2 separate regions of the Zea mays genome follow, and region 2 is linked to region 1. The links are chromatin contacts, called in public Hi-C maps. All regions are on one chromosome and are shown on one strand. Each heading gives the region's core, a stretch centred on a gene start, on an enhancer-like site or on the middle of the called end of the contact. The rest is flanking DNA. Distances are from core to core; before and after follow the strand shown. Region 1 has its middle 24 kb from the start of LOC109943743. Region 2 holds the start of LOC100272399.

Region 1 (7,610 bases), core at 2,744-5,243:
TCATTCTCCATCTTTGGTATAATCTTCACTCATATGTTTTATTTGCCAAAAAGGGAGAAAGTAGTTAGTTAAGGGCTCTAATGATTCCGTTTTTGGCGATTCATGCCAAAGAGGGAGAAAATATGAGCCCAAAGCAAAAGGACCGCACCACCACCCTAATTTTAAAATTATGACTTTCAAATTGGTAAATTTCAAATTGGTATCTCTTTGTGTTCTAAAGGGGGAGCAAGTAGTATTTTCAAAACTTAATATCTTAAAACTCTCTTGAACACTAAGAGGAGAATTTATTTGAGGGGGAGTTTTGTTTAGTCAAAGGAAAAGCATTTGAATCAGGGGGAGAAAATTTCAAATCTTGAAAATGCTTCGCAAAATCTTATTCATTTACCTTTGACTGTTTGCAAAAGAACTTTGAAAAGGATTTACAAAAATAATTTGCAAAAACAAAACAAGTGGTGCAAGCGTGGTCCAAAATGTTAAAAATAAAGAAACAATCCATGCACATCTAGTAAGTAACATTTATTGGCTCAATTCCAAGCAACCTTTGCACTTACATTATGCAAACTAGTTCAATTATGCACTTTTATATTTGCTTTGGTTTGTGTTGGCATCAATCACCAAAAGGGGGAGATTGAAAGGGAATTAGGGTTACACCTAGTTCCTAAATAATTTTGGTGGTTGAATTGCCCAACACAAATAATTGGACTAACTAGTTTGTTCTAGTGTATAAGTTATACAGGTGCCAAAGGTTCACACTTAGCCAATAAAAAGACCAAGTATTGGGTTCAACAAAAGAGAAAAGGGACAACCGAAGGCACCTCTGGTCTGGCGCACCGGAATGTCCGGTGCGTCACCGGACATGTTCGGTGCACCAGAGGACTCCAACTCAAACTTGTCACCTTCGGGAAATTCCAGAGGCAACTCCGCTATAATTCACCGAACTGTCCGGTGTACACCGGACATGTCCGGTGCTCCAAGGAAGAGCGGCCTCAGGAACTCGCCAGCCTCGGGAATTCATTGTAGCTACTTCGCTATAATTCACCGGACTGTCCGGTGTACACCGGACTGTCCGGTGTAACAGCGGGGCAACGGCTACTTCTGGCGCCAACGACTACCTGCTGTGCATTTAATGCGCGCCAGCGCGCGCAGAGGTTAGGCACGCCCATGCTGGCGCACCGGACACTCTACATTACATGTCCGGTGCGCCACCGGACAATCAGGCGGGCCCAGAAGTCAGAGCTCCAACGGTCGGAACCCAACGGCTTTGGTGACGTGGCTGGCGCACCGGACTGTCCGGTGTGCACCGGACTGTCCGGTGCACCATACGACAGCCAGCCTGCACCAAACAGCTAGTTTGGTGGTTGGGGCTATAAATACCCCCAACCACCCCACATTCAAGTCATCCAAGTTTTCCTACTTCAACCACTTACAAGAGCTCTAGCATTCAATTCTAGACACACCCAAGTGATCAAATCCTCTCCAAATTCCACACAACGCCTTAGTGATTAGTGAGAGAGATTTGCTTGTGTTCTTTCGAGCTCTTGCGCTTGGATTGCTTTCTTCTTCCTTCTTGATTCTTCATTGCGATCAAACTCACTTGTAATTGAGGCAAGAGACACCAATCTTGTGGTGGTCCTTGTGGGAACTTTGTGTTCCAAGTGATTGAGAAGAGAAAGCTCACTCGGTCCGAGGGACCGTTTGAGAGAGGGTAAGGGTTGAAAGAGACCCGGCCTTTGTGGCCTCCTCAACGGGGAGTAGGTTTGCGAGAACCGAACCTCGGTAAAACAAATCCACGTGTCTCACTCTTTATTCGCTTGCGATTTGTTTTGCACCCTCTCTCGCGGACTCTATTATATTTCTAACGCTAACCCGGCTTGTAGTTGTGATTATTTTTGAGAATTTCAGTTTCGCCCTATTCACCCCCCCCTCTAGGCGACTTTCAGGCGTACACCAACCCCGTCGTCCACAACCGCCTCAGTGAGTACACCGCCATGGCCAAGGAGGTCCACGAGCCAGATTACGATCCGAGGACCGAGGACATCGACGGAGATGTCCTCATGAGGGTCGGAGGAGGCAAGAGGCATGGGCGGTACTAGATTGTCGACGGGGCAATCGACTCGTCCTCCACTCCCACTCTATCTCAGGTGCGAGCAAGGAGCACGAGCGTGAGCCCAGCCATACGACCTCGGCAGGACAGCTCACAGCATCGTATCCAGCAACTCCAGGTTATTCCTTATCTATTCATCGTTCATTGATTATTATATATCTTCTCTTTGCATTATCGTAACATTAGGGCGAAATATTACAGACTCAGCTAGATGATGAGAGGAGGCAACGTGAGGAGCTGGAGAAGAGGATGGCAGAGATGTTCGCGTACATGCAGAGCCTTGGCGCCGCATAGGGTCATGCTCCACCACCTCCGTTGTTCCCTGCATCTGACCCTGCTGAGTTCACTACTCCTGTGAGTATCAAAATTTTAGTACTGCATGATATATATTCATATGTTCTCACACTGCAATCTCTTCTCTGTGCAGGGTCAATTGGCAGCGTCGAACAACCCTCACGCTTCGACCAGCCCTTCGCCGAACCAGTCCAGATGTCCACCTCGTTGATGACCTGTTTTATGATGATCCAGACTTATATTTGTGAGTGTTGGTGATGTTAGTTATACTTGGTCTTGTGAGATACTTAGTGAGACTTATGTGCTGTGAAACCTGATTTATGTGGTGATATTTGTGATATATATGGTGTTGATGATAAATGTGTTGATTCTGTGATGCGAATGATATATAATGTGATGTGAATGATATATATCTTTTGTTTGTTTGGATGGAACAACAAAAACGAATAAAAAAGGGACTTCCTGGTCACTTTGCCGAGTGTAACACTCGGCAAAGGGTATCTTTGCCGAGTGCTATGACCATGGCACTCGGCAAAGAAGGACACCTGGGAACCGGTAAAGCCTTCTTTGCCGAGTGCTGTGGTCAAGGCACTAGCCAAAGAAGCTACCTTTGCCGAGTGTCTCCCAGCGCACTCGGCAAAGGGACTGGCAAAGGGGTCCACTGGAGGACTCTTTGCCGAGAGCCAGTCTACTAGACACTCGGCAAAGAAACCTCCTTTGCCGAGTGCCTACGAGAGCTCTCGGCACAGGGACTGACGGTGGGGCCCACTGGAGCGATCTTTGCCGAGGGCCATGATAGCAGACACTCGGCAAAATTGGCCTCTTTGCCGAGTGCCAAAGAAGACACTCGACAAAGGATCCGTCACTGTCACTTGGCGCCGTGACAGCGACTTTTCTTTGCCGAGTACCAAATGGCACTCGGCAAATTCTTTGCCGAGTGCCCGACAAAAAGTACTCGGCAAAGAGGCCGTTGCCGATGTACAGTTCGCCGAGCGTTCTTTGCCGAATGTTACACTCGGCAAAGTGTTTGTCGGGTGTTTTCTAGGTTTTGCTGAGTGCCTAAGGCACTCGGCAAAGGAGCTGTGTCCGGTAGTGTACACAGGCGTAAAAAGATCCGAACTGCTGCAATGGGAGCTGATCTTATTGTAATGACAGTAAGTGCAGTTGATGGATGGACTGCCAATGACACTAAATTTATGGAGCGTGTTTTGATAAATAGGGTACATTTTGTTTTAATTTTTCTGGTAATACTGGCTGTTTGAATATTGCCTGCCTCATTCTTAGTACTAAAAAAATTGCATCTGAGAACTTTGAGTCTATTCCATGGATAGATATAAGAACTGATTTTGTTTATTTATTTATTTTCTTGTTTGGCTGGATACTAGAAGTCCTCAGGTTCTGTAGTTCCGATGGTTCTTGTAATCAACAAGGTAGATTGTGCGCCATTTGTTCCGATGGTTCTTGTTCTTTGACGTGCCAGTCTGCCATATGAATGGCTTGAGGGAAGTGAAGCACTGTCCATCCTAGCTAGTGCACACTGCATAGAGGCTGAATTGCTGAGGATAATGGACCATCGAGATCCGACAGATAGATGAGAAAATGGTTGCTGGATTGATTGAGTTGTTGGGCCGTGTGATTATTTCACCAGGCCTTGATAATGGGCTATGCGGCCATTTATGCAGGTTTTTGAGACTTCGGGAGATCGTAGACCAAGCAGCCAAAAGGTTACCAGCTGGTCCCTCTCTTGAAATAAAGCAGGTATCAGATTTGTGTTTGATCCCTTGTGGGATCAACCGATCAAATATTTCAAGATTTAACGGTATTGTTTTTTCAGTAGTAGCTAAAAGTTTGGAATATGGCTGGTATCAGATTTTATTTCTATTTTTGCAACCGCTCTTCTTTATTTTTTTTCAAAACTTGATGTTAAGTAGAGTGAACACACTGACTAGTTTAACTTTAAATCTTAATACCCTCACTCATGTGCAGACAGAGAGAAAGTCGCAACAAACGAGATGTTAGATCGAGCGAACACACTAACAAGCCCAACCCAAAAATTCAAGTTGTTAGGAGAAGGTAGGCAATTTATTACTTATACACTTCTTCAACAATATCTACGCTTCCATAATTCTCCGTATGGTGTGATTGTATTTTTATATTTTTCATTTTGCAACCTGTCTTCCTTTTAATTTGAGACAAGGGTTCTCTGCATCTACACCTCGGTATGTTCTTGATCATTCAAGTAAGCTCGCTTGGTATGTTCAGTGTTCACTATATAGCTCGTGGCTGGAAATCAAGCATCGACGGATATAAGACTGTCCGCACCGGCGGACTCGAAAGGGTGCGCTACGAACATAGAGCTGCATATGCAGTAAAAGAAATGCTGCAACGTTGAACTGCTTCTACTACTGTATGTTTAGGGAGGGAAAGAAGAACTCCATTTCCAGCGTCCATGCAACTGCTACTCGATAATCTCTCTCCGTCCTTTCCGTGTGGGATCAGCAGAAGGTTGGTGGATGTGGATAAAATAGTATTAAAAGAAATGATATAATATATGCTAGTAGGTATAGAGTTAAGATATAGAGTAAATATGACTGCGGAAGATTGTAGTATAGAGTAGAGAATCTCGCTGACCAGGATAGAATATTCTTTTTAGGGTAAAAAATTAAGGCTGAATAAGTGTGGACAGCCTAAGAACCTCAAATTCTAAAGAACTGTAGCTAGCTGTACTGAGATCATCAGATCATATCATATATTTTTTTGAATGAATACAGGAGGGTCATACCCTACTGTGATTTATTATTAATAAAAAGGGGAAAGCATTTTTACATAGATAGGCCGAGGGAAGGGAACGGAAAAGGGAAAATGAAGTCGTGTTGTTCTTCTTGGCACACATCGTTTTTAGCATATAATATTCTCACATTTTAGTTTTTCTGACTTGTTCAAACTGGTCCATGCCATGCCTGCATCATGCAAATAAACCGTGGATTTCCCAACCACAAGGTTGAATTGAAGGCTTGGTCCACAATGAACTATATACCAGCATAAACAAGTGCCATACATCAAAAGCACGGTTTAATGCTACATACTAATATATAACGCTCATAGAGTCCTAGGTGATGGATGCTATAGCTATATATTTTCTTTTGTGAAGCTTTCACTGACCTGGCGACAGGCAATCGCTCGAGTATAATTACATATGTAACACAATCAATCTCCCAAATGATGATGCCAGCCTCTTCCCGCTCCCTATCGCCCCTGCATTATCAGATGCCTCGCACAACACCTGTCGCTGCCCTGCCTGCCGTTCGTTAAACAAATTCAGGTTCGCGTCGCTACCTCAGTCAGACCTCACATCACGCCTGTTCCAAACAAATTGGTCTGATGTGCATCATTCGCCTTTTGTATATAATTGCGCCCTGCCCACTTGCAGGTGCTATCAAAATTAAAGGTGAAAGCTAAGATTACAGTCGTCAATGGATCGCAACGTTTAGCTCTCCTACACAATTTTAATGGCGGATAAGCAAATGCTCGTGTATGATCTAGCCTATCAATTCTAATATGTAAATAAAAATAATTTAATTACACAAAAGTAAATGCTCGAAATAATGAGAGGGCTAACATCACGATAATATTTTTCTGGTGTATCCTAGAGGCGATAATATTTACTATTTTCATTCGAGAACCCACGCAAGAGTGTGGCTTCCCTTGATCCACATAAAGATGAAATGTTCTCTACGAGTTGATTATTTGTTACTACAACATAGTGAATTACCCAAAACTGTTTACCACTTGAGTTCACAATCTTCATGAGATGATCATGAAACTCCTGAACACCACCAAACCATCTAGATCAACTCGCCCATCATCGAAATCTCGAACTTTTGTGTCATCACTCTGCTAAACTCCTCACAAGACTTTTGATTAGTAGAACCAAATATTATATCATCGACATAAATTTGGCACACAAAAAGATCATCATCACAAGTCTTAGTGAAAAGAGTGGGATCGGCTTTCCCAACCTTGAAAGCATTAGCAATTACGAAATCTCTAAGGCATTCATACCATGCTCTTGGGGCTCAGGGTCGGGGTACCCGTCATCCTCAAAGTCAGGGGGTTGTTCCATATATACCTCCTCCTTGATTGGCCCGTTGAGGAAAGCGCTCTTTACGTCCATTTGAAACAACCTGAAGGAGTGGTGTGCGGCATAGGCTAATAAAATTCGAATAGACTCTAGCCTAACCACAGGAGCAAAAGTCTCCTCGAAATCCAAACCTGCGACTTGAGCATAACCTTTTGCCACAAGTCGAGCCTTGTTTCTTGTCACCACCCTGTGCTCGTCTTGCTTGTTGCGGAACACCCACTTGGTTCCCACAACATTTTGCTTTGGACGTGGCACCAGGCTCCAAACTTCATTCCTCTTGAAGTTGTTGAGCTCTTCCTGCATGGCCAACACCCAGTCCGGATCCTACAAGACCTCTTCTACCCTGAAAGGCTCAATAGAAGAGACAAACGAGTAATGCTCACAAAAATTAGCTAAGCGTGAGCGAGTTGTTACTCCCTTGCTTATGTCACCCAGAATCTGATCAACGGGGTGATTTCTTTGGATCATCGCTCGGACTTGAGTTGGAGGGACCCGTGGTGCTTCTTCCTCCATAACTTGTTCTTCTTGTGCTCCCCCTTGATCACGCTCCTCTTCTTGAGGTACCTGTTCATCATCTTGGGTTGGGGGATGCACCTGCGTCGAGGAAGAAGGCTGATCTTGCTCTTTTTGTTCCTGTGGTCGCACATCACCTATCGCCATTGTGCGCATTGCGACCATCAGAACATCATCTTCATCTATGTCATCAAGATCAACTTGTTCTCTTGGAGAGCCATTAGTCTCATCAAATACAACGTCGCTAGAGACTTCAACCAAACCCGATGATTTGTTGAAGACTCTATACACCTTTGTATTTGAGTCATACCCTAGTAAAAACCCTTCTACTGCCTTGGGAGCAAATTTAGAATGTCTACCTTTCTTCACCAGAATGTAACATTTGCTCCCAAATACACGAAAGTAAGAAACGTTGGGTTTGTTACTGGTAAGGAGTTCATACGAAGTCTTCTTGAGAAGGTGATGTAGGTAGAGCCGGTTTATGGCGTGGCAAACTGTGTTCACAGCTTCCGACCAAAACCGCTCGGGCGTCTTGAATTCTCCAAGCATCGTTCTCGC
Region 2 (7,748 bases), core at 2,324-4,823, 110 kb after region 1:
TGGAAGCATGTCTGCGATAATACTCAAGAACGCATCGAAGCCAGCATCAGACACACCATATTTAGCTTTTAACATCAACAGCTTTAGCACAGACCGGAGCGTCGTGAACTCTTTGGTACAACCCTTAGACTCGTCGTACAAAGGCTCTTCTGCTGCCTTCTTCAGGGACTCCATACCTTTCATTAAGAACATCGATTGATCTGTATGACGACGCAACATTGCCTCTAGCAACTCTGCATCTTCCTCATCCATAACACTTGGCAGAACATAAGGTCTATCATGTTCATTTCCTCGAGCGTAACCATGATCAGTAACATTTTGCACTACATGTTCGCTCTGTGGAAGAGGTTGGTGTGTCTCGTGAACGAACTGAAATCTGTCGTCGATGTTCTCAGGGTTTCCAGTCGTATAAGGCGAAGAGCTACCCTCTCCATGCTTTGTCCAAATTGTGTAATCCTTCATAAATCCTCGGCATACCAGATGAGATATGATTTGTTCTGTGTCATTAAATACAGCAGCATTTTTGCAGTCCATGCATGGACAATATATGTGTTTTGTCTTTGTTCTCCAAGCATGGTTCGTAGCGACATCAATAAACTTATGGACCTCGGATATGTATGATGGATCTAGCCTTGATAAGTTATACATCCAGGATGTCCTCTCCATCACCACCTGTTGGGAAGGATGAAGGGGTGAAACCCTATATCCAAAATGTGGCTAAATTTAAGGAAAATGAACAAAAATTGGCAAGAGGAACATAAAACTAAACTTTCCTAGCCATACTCTTCTCTTTAACACATGGTGAAGGCCTAGTTCCAAAATTGAGCAAAGATAAACAATAATTGGCAATTAAAACATAATTAAACCAACTTTCATAGCAACTAATAAAAACAATCTTAATTATCAAACCTATCTTCTTCTCTCTCCACACAACACATGAACCATTCATTAAACAACTTAATATGTCATGGATAAACTGATTTGAGAACTAAACATGAAAAAGGAGAGAGGATAGACAAAATCTAACCATATTAAACAACTTTATTTGAGCGAATAGAGCAAAAATGTGGCTAAAATGTGGCTAAAATTGAGAGAGGATACACTCTCTCTCCAATGGTGAAACCCTAGATCCAAAATGTGGCTAAAATTGAGCAAAAATGAATAAAAATTGACATTAACAACATAAACCAACCTTTCTTAGCAATCTTCTTCCAAAAAATGAAGATCAAAACCTCTCCCCATGTATTTTGTGAATTCTGGACCTCCAAAATCGCCTCCAATGGAAGTTGGCTGCGAGCATACAGTTCACTGTCGGGGGAAGAGGGGTATTTATGACATACACTTCACTGGCGGTTGTCTTTAAAAACCGCCAGTGAAAATTGATTTCCACTGGCGGTTGTCTTTAAAAACCGCCAGTGGAAATAGGATGTTTCCACTGGCGGTTAAGTTAAGATAACCGCCAGTGGAAATCAATTTTCACTGGCGGTTTGTGTAACACAACTGCCAGTGGAAACATCCTATTTCCACTGGCGGTTGTGTTAAGATAACCGCCAGTGGAAATAGGTTTCCACTGGCGGTTTTTAAAGCCGGGCCCACCTGTTTCTTTCACTGGCGTTTGATAACGGAAACCGCCAGTGAAAAGTTCAACGTGCCGCAGGCTTTGAACTTATTTGTACTAGTGGTATATGGCTATATAATTAATTTACTATTTTTTAAAATATGATCATCTGAATCCTTTGAATGTGAAATGGATATAGATATCAATGTGGTTGTGTTAGCCCAGATGCAACAACGAGGCACGTACAGTGACTAGCAATCGATATGAGAATAGAATCGTTCGAAGAAGGTTCTCGTCGGTGTAGCTGCCAGCTCAACCTGCAGCTTAGTCTCTCATGATTTGTCACATCTGGTAATGTGCTCATATATAGGGCCATAGTGTGTGGTCCAGAGAGTGCTGCTGACACAACGTACACGATCTGTGGAAGATTCGTGAGCGCACGAGCCCGTGAGAATCATCAGAACATTTTCTCATAAATAAAATATTATTCATGCCATCATGTGGCCGGGCCGGGGGGGTTGTCATCGGTGACGAACATCATATAAATACATACCAATCCTGGTAACCATCTATATATCTTTGCAACGCCGAATTTCATAGAAACCGGGGGAAATTAAAACTCGGCGTACCTTTGCTGAGCTGATGAAAAAAAGAAATAGATCATCTGAGACGCAGAAAGTGAAAAGAAAAGAAGAACTGAAAATGGCTCGTGAAGACGAGCACATGTATGCAAATAAAGGCCTTTTCTATATCGGCCAACGGATTGATCTCGTGAAATCGCCTCGTCTCTCCCGTCCCGTGATGCGTGCGATCCATAGTTCATTGTTGGATGCATGCACCATGGACGAAAAGCATGCATGCATTTCAGCATAGTCTAGCAGCTAGATACATGATACATCCGATCCATGAAAAAGAATGATATGATTGGAGCACGCAGATGAACATAGCAAGAGTGATCTGAGCATATTACATATATAGAAAGATAGATAATATGCATGTGATGTGTGTGGTGGCGAGGCCAGAGCTGCTAGCTTAGCCGGAGTCGGATCATCGATCGCCTCCGACCCCCTCCCTCATGACTAATCAGGATGCGGCGGCGAGCGTGCCTGGTTTGTCGGAGCCCGCGCCGCTGGGCGGCAGCGGCACCACCGGGTCGGACGCCGGCGCCGTCGGCGGCGTGGCGAGCGCGCACTTCTCCTTCCACTCCTCGATCGTGATGTGCTGCTGCCGGCACTCGAGGCTGCAGAACGCCGTGTCGCCCCTGCAAGCAGCAGTAGCACGCGCGCGGCGGCAGATCCATTGGTTTTTAGGATCCATATCCATGCATGCCACAAAGAGAAACTAAAGGCAACACACCAGTACAGTTCAGACAGCCGCGTACCTGTACATGAAGGTGTCGCGGCCGGGTCCGAGGCGGCGGTTGCAGAGCCCGCAGGCGCGGAGGAACGCGGCGGTCTCGGCAGCCGAGAAGTCGGCCGAGTTCCGGCGTAGCCCCGCCAGTGCCGGCGCCGCGCGGGCGCGGTACGCCGCCAGCCAGTCCGCGCGCCCGGCCGCCGCGGCGCCGCCGATGGCCCACCCGTAGGGGTCCTCCTGCTCGGCCGCCTCCCCTGTGGCCTCGGCGTGCGCCGGCAGCAGCTGCAGCTCCTCGTCCTCCTCCTCCTCCGCGACGTCTACCAGCACGTGCGGTGCCGCGAACTCCGTCATGCTCGTGGTCCGCCGCATGTGCTGCCGCGCCGCCGGCGACGGGCGCCCAGATCTCTTTCCCAGCATCATGTCCCCTGCCCTGTATCTACCGTTCTTGTATACTATCCAGTACTCCTATGTATATGGCTACCGTCTCTTAACGATCCACTCAACCTATGTATATGGCTATTTACTACTTAGTCCTACCTGCAGCAGCTGGGAGGGAGGTGTGCCCAGGTGAAGAGGCAGGGGAAGTGGTCTCCATGGCTACGACCGAGGGGAGGGAGAGGCTAGCGGCAGGGGGTGAAGGGGACGAAGAAGGTGTGTGTGCCGTGTGCGTGTGGTGACGGTGAGAGAGGGGAAGGGGAGGCGGGGTGTGATAAAAGGAGGCCGGGGAGGAATCGAGGCCGTTGAAAGGAATCTTCAGGATCCATAGGATCCACGTCAGTTTTAAGGCTTTTTCGATTAGAGGTAGATGGAGTGAAATTGGAGGAGATTAAATTCTCTCGTAGAGCTAGTTTGGGAGCTAAAATCCTCTTCTTCTTTAAAATTAATCCATGATTCGCTCATGTGATGCTACAGTAAATATTTGCTAATCATGAATTAATTAGACTAAATAAATTCTTCATGTCGTTTTGTCTTTATTTATGTAATTAATTTTATAATTAGACTATTGTCGAGTATTGTAACTAGTGGTACCTAAATTACGCCTCTAAAACACGCTTAACCCTAAGACCACCGTCAGACACATTCCCCGAGGACAAGAAAGAGCAAACCACGATTCGCCCGAAGACCCTCTCAACGGTCACTCATAACTCTGCCTCACTCAAGCCTGCCCTCGGACAATGTACGTACTCGGGGAAATTCTCGTCCCGACCGAGGTCCCCCTCTCCGCGGAACCACCGTTTCTGCCTCGCTCGAGCCCGTCTCGGGCAAGGAAGACAACCCCGAGCCAGGCCTCAGCCAAAGGCCCCAGGGGTACATGAGCATTCAATGTGCGTACCTACCCCGTGCAGTGTCACAGGCGAACAGGAGCGACAGGACCGCTGTCCCATCGGCTTTCACCAACTACGATGACGCATGCCTAGGTACAACGGCTATTATTCCCCCACGTCGTCTGCCAACTCCTGATGGGACGCGTGTAGCACAGAGCGTGGGCTGACCCTCGGGGAGAAACTCCGATATTGGCACTTGCCTCAATCAACCTCAGGGACTTGGGATCCTTACCTCTCCCAACCAACTTGTACTCCCTACTGCAAGCACTTAGGTACAAGTAATATAAGACGCATCCCCCTCTATTGGAAGTAGGACTTTGTCTAGCCCAAACCAGGATAAACAACTTGTGCCACCTTGCATCACACATCTGGGCCAGGGCACGCAACATCATTTCACTAGTTGGTGAGATGCTTGGGTCAAAACACCGACAATTGGCGTGCCAAGTAGGGGCTCACTGCGTGAAGACATCATGTTTCCATCAAGGCTCTAGATGGCCAACCTACAGCACCCTTTGTGGCTAGGCACGGTGATCGGTTCGGGGGCCTCGAGTTCATATCGCTTGGCATCGACTACGACATGGTGCTCCTCCCACCTGGACACCTAGCTAACGCTCAGGAGCAACCAGACTTCCGCCTCTGTCCTCCTGTGTAGGTATCTAGGACACGAGCTAGATGGGGTGAATAGAAGGTTTTAACTAAAATCAAAGACACTAGAGAAATTTAATAAAAACAACAAGAGATATAAATTTCCTAGCTATGATAGGCTAACAAAATATGATGAGCAATTATGGAAATACTACAAATGATAGACAACACACAAATAACTAACTACTTGCAAAGTAATAAGTAAAGAGTGAGAGAATGACACCAGAATTTATCCCGTGGTATCGGTGATTTGCCGATCACCCCTAATCCACGTTGAGGTGGAATTCAAGCTCTCACTTGCTCTTCTATCAAGATGTGGCTTGATCTTTGAGCCAAGTGGACAAGAAATCACTCAATACCTCGATTCCACTAGCCTTGCCTTTGCCGCTACGGTGAGGTGAGCGCGAACACCTCACAATCAACACCACAGATCCTCCACAATCTTCAAGGAGAACTCGACGGAGACAACACTTGAGCCATCTATGAGGCAACAACCTCCAAGAGTAACATGACAATGAAGCTTGCTCAGTGTACCACCTTGTGCCTCAAGGATCACAATGGATGCAAATGCACTAGAAGCTCTCAAGCAAGGAGTGTGAGAGTTTGAGTTAGAAGATCACAAATGAGCTCAATGTATGCTAGGAATGGCCAAGAGAGCCATCACACACGAGCTCCACTTATATTTATAGCCCCCAACACAATACTAGTCTTTATGTGCAACTAGCACACTGTCTGCCCACACGCGGACGGTCTGCGTCCTATGGTCGGACGATCCATTGTACAAATAATGGCTATAATTCCCGTTTGAAACCTATCAGTGCTATCAAAAAAAGACAGGCTCGGATGGTCCGCCAACCCAGGTCAAATGGTCCGGGACCTGTCAACTTGAAACGCTAAAGCACTGACCCGATTGAACAACATGGGCGGACTGTCCGCTAACCATGGTCGTACTTTGCGCCCCTAGGACCAAGTACCATCCGAGCAAAAGCCCCAGACAGTCAATGGTACAAGAACTCAAAAACACACAGTCCCTACCCCAAATCTATTTTGGCACACGCGTACGGTCCGCCAACCCTGGTCGAACGGTCCGCGTAGGAACACAGAGACAGGTGCTCCAGCAGACCCCTCTAGCAGGGACGCGGACGGTCCGTCGACCCCATAACTCAGTAATTTTTAGATTGCTCTTAACAAAAGACTTTGACTCTCGAAAACGAAGCGCTATTAGTCCTCATGCAAATGCAACATTATATGCTCTATGAGGCACTAAGTTTTATATCGATCAAAGTCATTGGCCCCTCTTAATAGTACGACTATTTAGCCTACTAATCTGGTTAATTTCTTCTCTAAACTCTTGATGACCGGCAAAAACAAAACCTATGTTATACCTTTGCCTTCACTTGATCCACAACCAATGGTTATATGTCTCCAAGACTTTCCTATTCCCTGTGGTCCAATCTTGCATTCTTATTTCTCCAAGAATTGTTAGTCCACAAGTAGTTGTCGTTAATTACCAAAACACCACTAAGGGCCTAGATGATTCACATACTCGCCGCAAGAGACGGAGATGGAATAACCACAACAGTGTCGCAGGCAGTGCCCCACACCTAGTTGATGCTCCAGGGCTGGCCGATGACGCAGACTCCCGCGTGAGGGACCTGACGTGCATTAGCCTCACGCTTGGAGCATCGGTGTCAACACACGTCGCCCTAGCACCAACTCTACTGGCTCCTCCTCCTATAGCGTGGGGAGCGCTGGCTCCCCATGCCATGGGTTGAGTCAATCCATCTTTGTCGGCCCCCACCTGCGGGTCGGGAGGCGCCAGCTTTGTCGAGTCTGGAGGTGTCGGCTCCATCATCTGTTAGGGGAGAACCATCGGTGTTCAACCCTATCCCCTTTCAACCAAGCTTCCACACAAGCGCCTTCACCAGCATGTATGCTGATCTCCCCTTCCCCTCGGGGTGCCTTGACTTCGAGGAGGAGGAGGGTATGGGCCCCGGCCTGGACTTATCCATGCTTTGTGACCCTGAGGCCATGCTGCAGTTCCTATTCGCATGCGACGAACTCCTCTCCAATGGTGTTGGGTATGATAATTAGCTGTACCCAGACTATACCCCTAAAACATACTTAAAACCCTAAGGACACCATCAAAGTGCGTCCCCTGAGGTCAAGGAATCAAGAACTCCACCTCGCCCGCTGCCCCCCTCTAGGGTCTTCACAAAACTCTGCCTCGCCCGAGGTCCCCCTAGGGGCCTTCCCAAAACTCCGCCTCGCCTTACACCCCTCACCCCAGGACAGCCATATCCCCCTCGCCTAAGCCCGTCTCGAGCGAGAAGGACATGACCTGTGGCAAGGCTCGCCCGAAGTCCACTGGGAGACAACCACATTCAATGCGCGTACCTACCCCACGCAGGGCTGTAGGTGCACAGTGGCAACAAAACCACGGTCTTGTCAAAGATTCACCAACCATGATTATACATGCGACACTGTACACGCATGCCATCTGCCAGCCCCTAACGGGACATGTAATACGACAGGGGCTTGGTGTCACACCCGGTTTTAGAAGGCAAACCGAATGCAAACCATGTACATGCCAGGATCAGAAATTCACGTACACAGCGATTACATAATTAGACATCATCACACAATGCTCAAAATAATAGCAGAAATAAGTAGTACTTTATTACATAACGATGTCCAAAACATCCACAAAGTCATTAACTTAAATCATAATCAAAGTGCTGAACGAAGCATAGTACGATAAGGCCTTCACCGGCAGCTGACTGGGGTTTGCCGCTAATCTACTTTAGAACTCGTCGAAGTCCTGAAACTCCTGAAAGTCCTCCATGTGGCCTTCATATTCTTCTGAT

The links. A called contact is a pair of places that touch in the nucleus more often than the background predicts.
Region 2: a Hi-C map of bundle sheath shows a contact between it and region 1, with 4 times the contacts expected there. The contact joins the promoter of LOC100272399 here to the enhancer-like site in region 1. A contact is called at or near these places in 4 of 25 Hi-C or Micro-C datasets (bundle sheath and leaf).

What each region holds. Positions count from the first base shown.
Region 1 is chr1:222,231,963-222,239,572 of Zm-B73-REFERENCE-NAM-5.0, forward strand. No RefSeq gene overlaps it. Among protein-coding and RNA genes, the nearest start is that of LOC109943743, 24 kb to the right of the region's middle. Within about 2 kb of position 3,994, at least 13 of the 20 cell types and tissues checked have an H3K27ac peak or open chromatin away from gene starts, as enhancers often do. A contact at or near this core is called in bundle sheath and leaf, where this site is marked.
Region 2 is chr1:222,343,654-222,351,401 of Zm-B73-REFERENCE-NAM-5.0, forward strand. It overlaps LOC100272399, which reads right to left and starts at 3,574. Exons shown (of 2, transcript NM_001146879.1): 1 at 2,940-3,574; 2 at 2,028-2,819. The coding sequence starts at 3,331. The coding sequence ends at 2,642.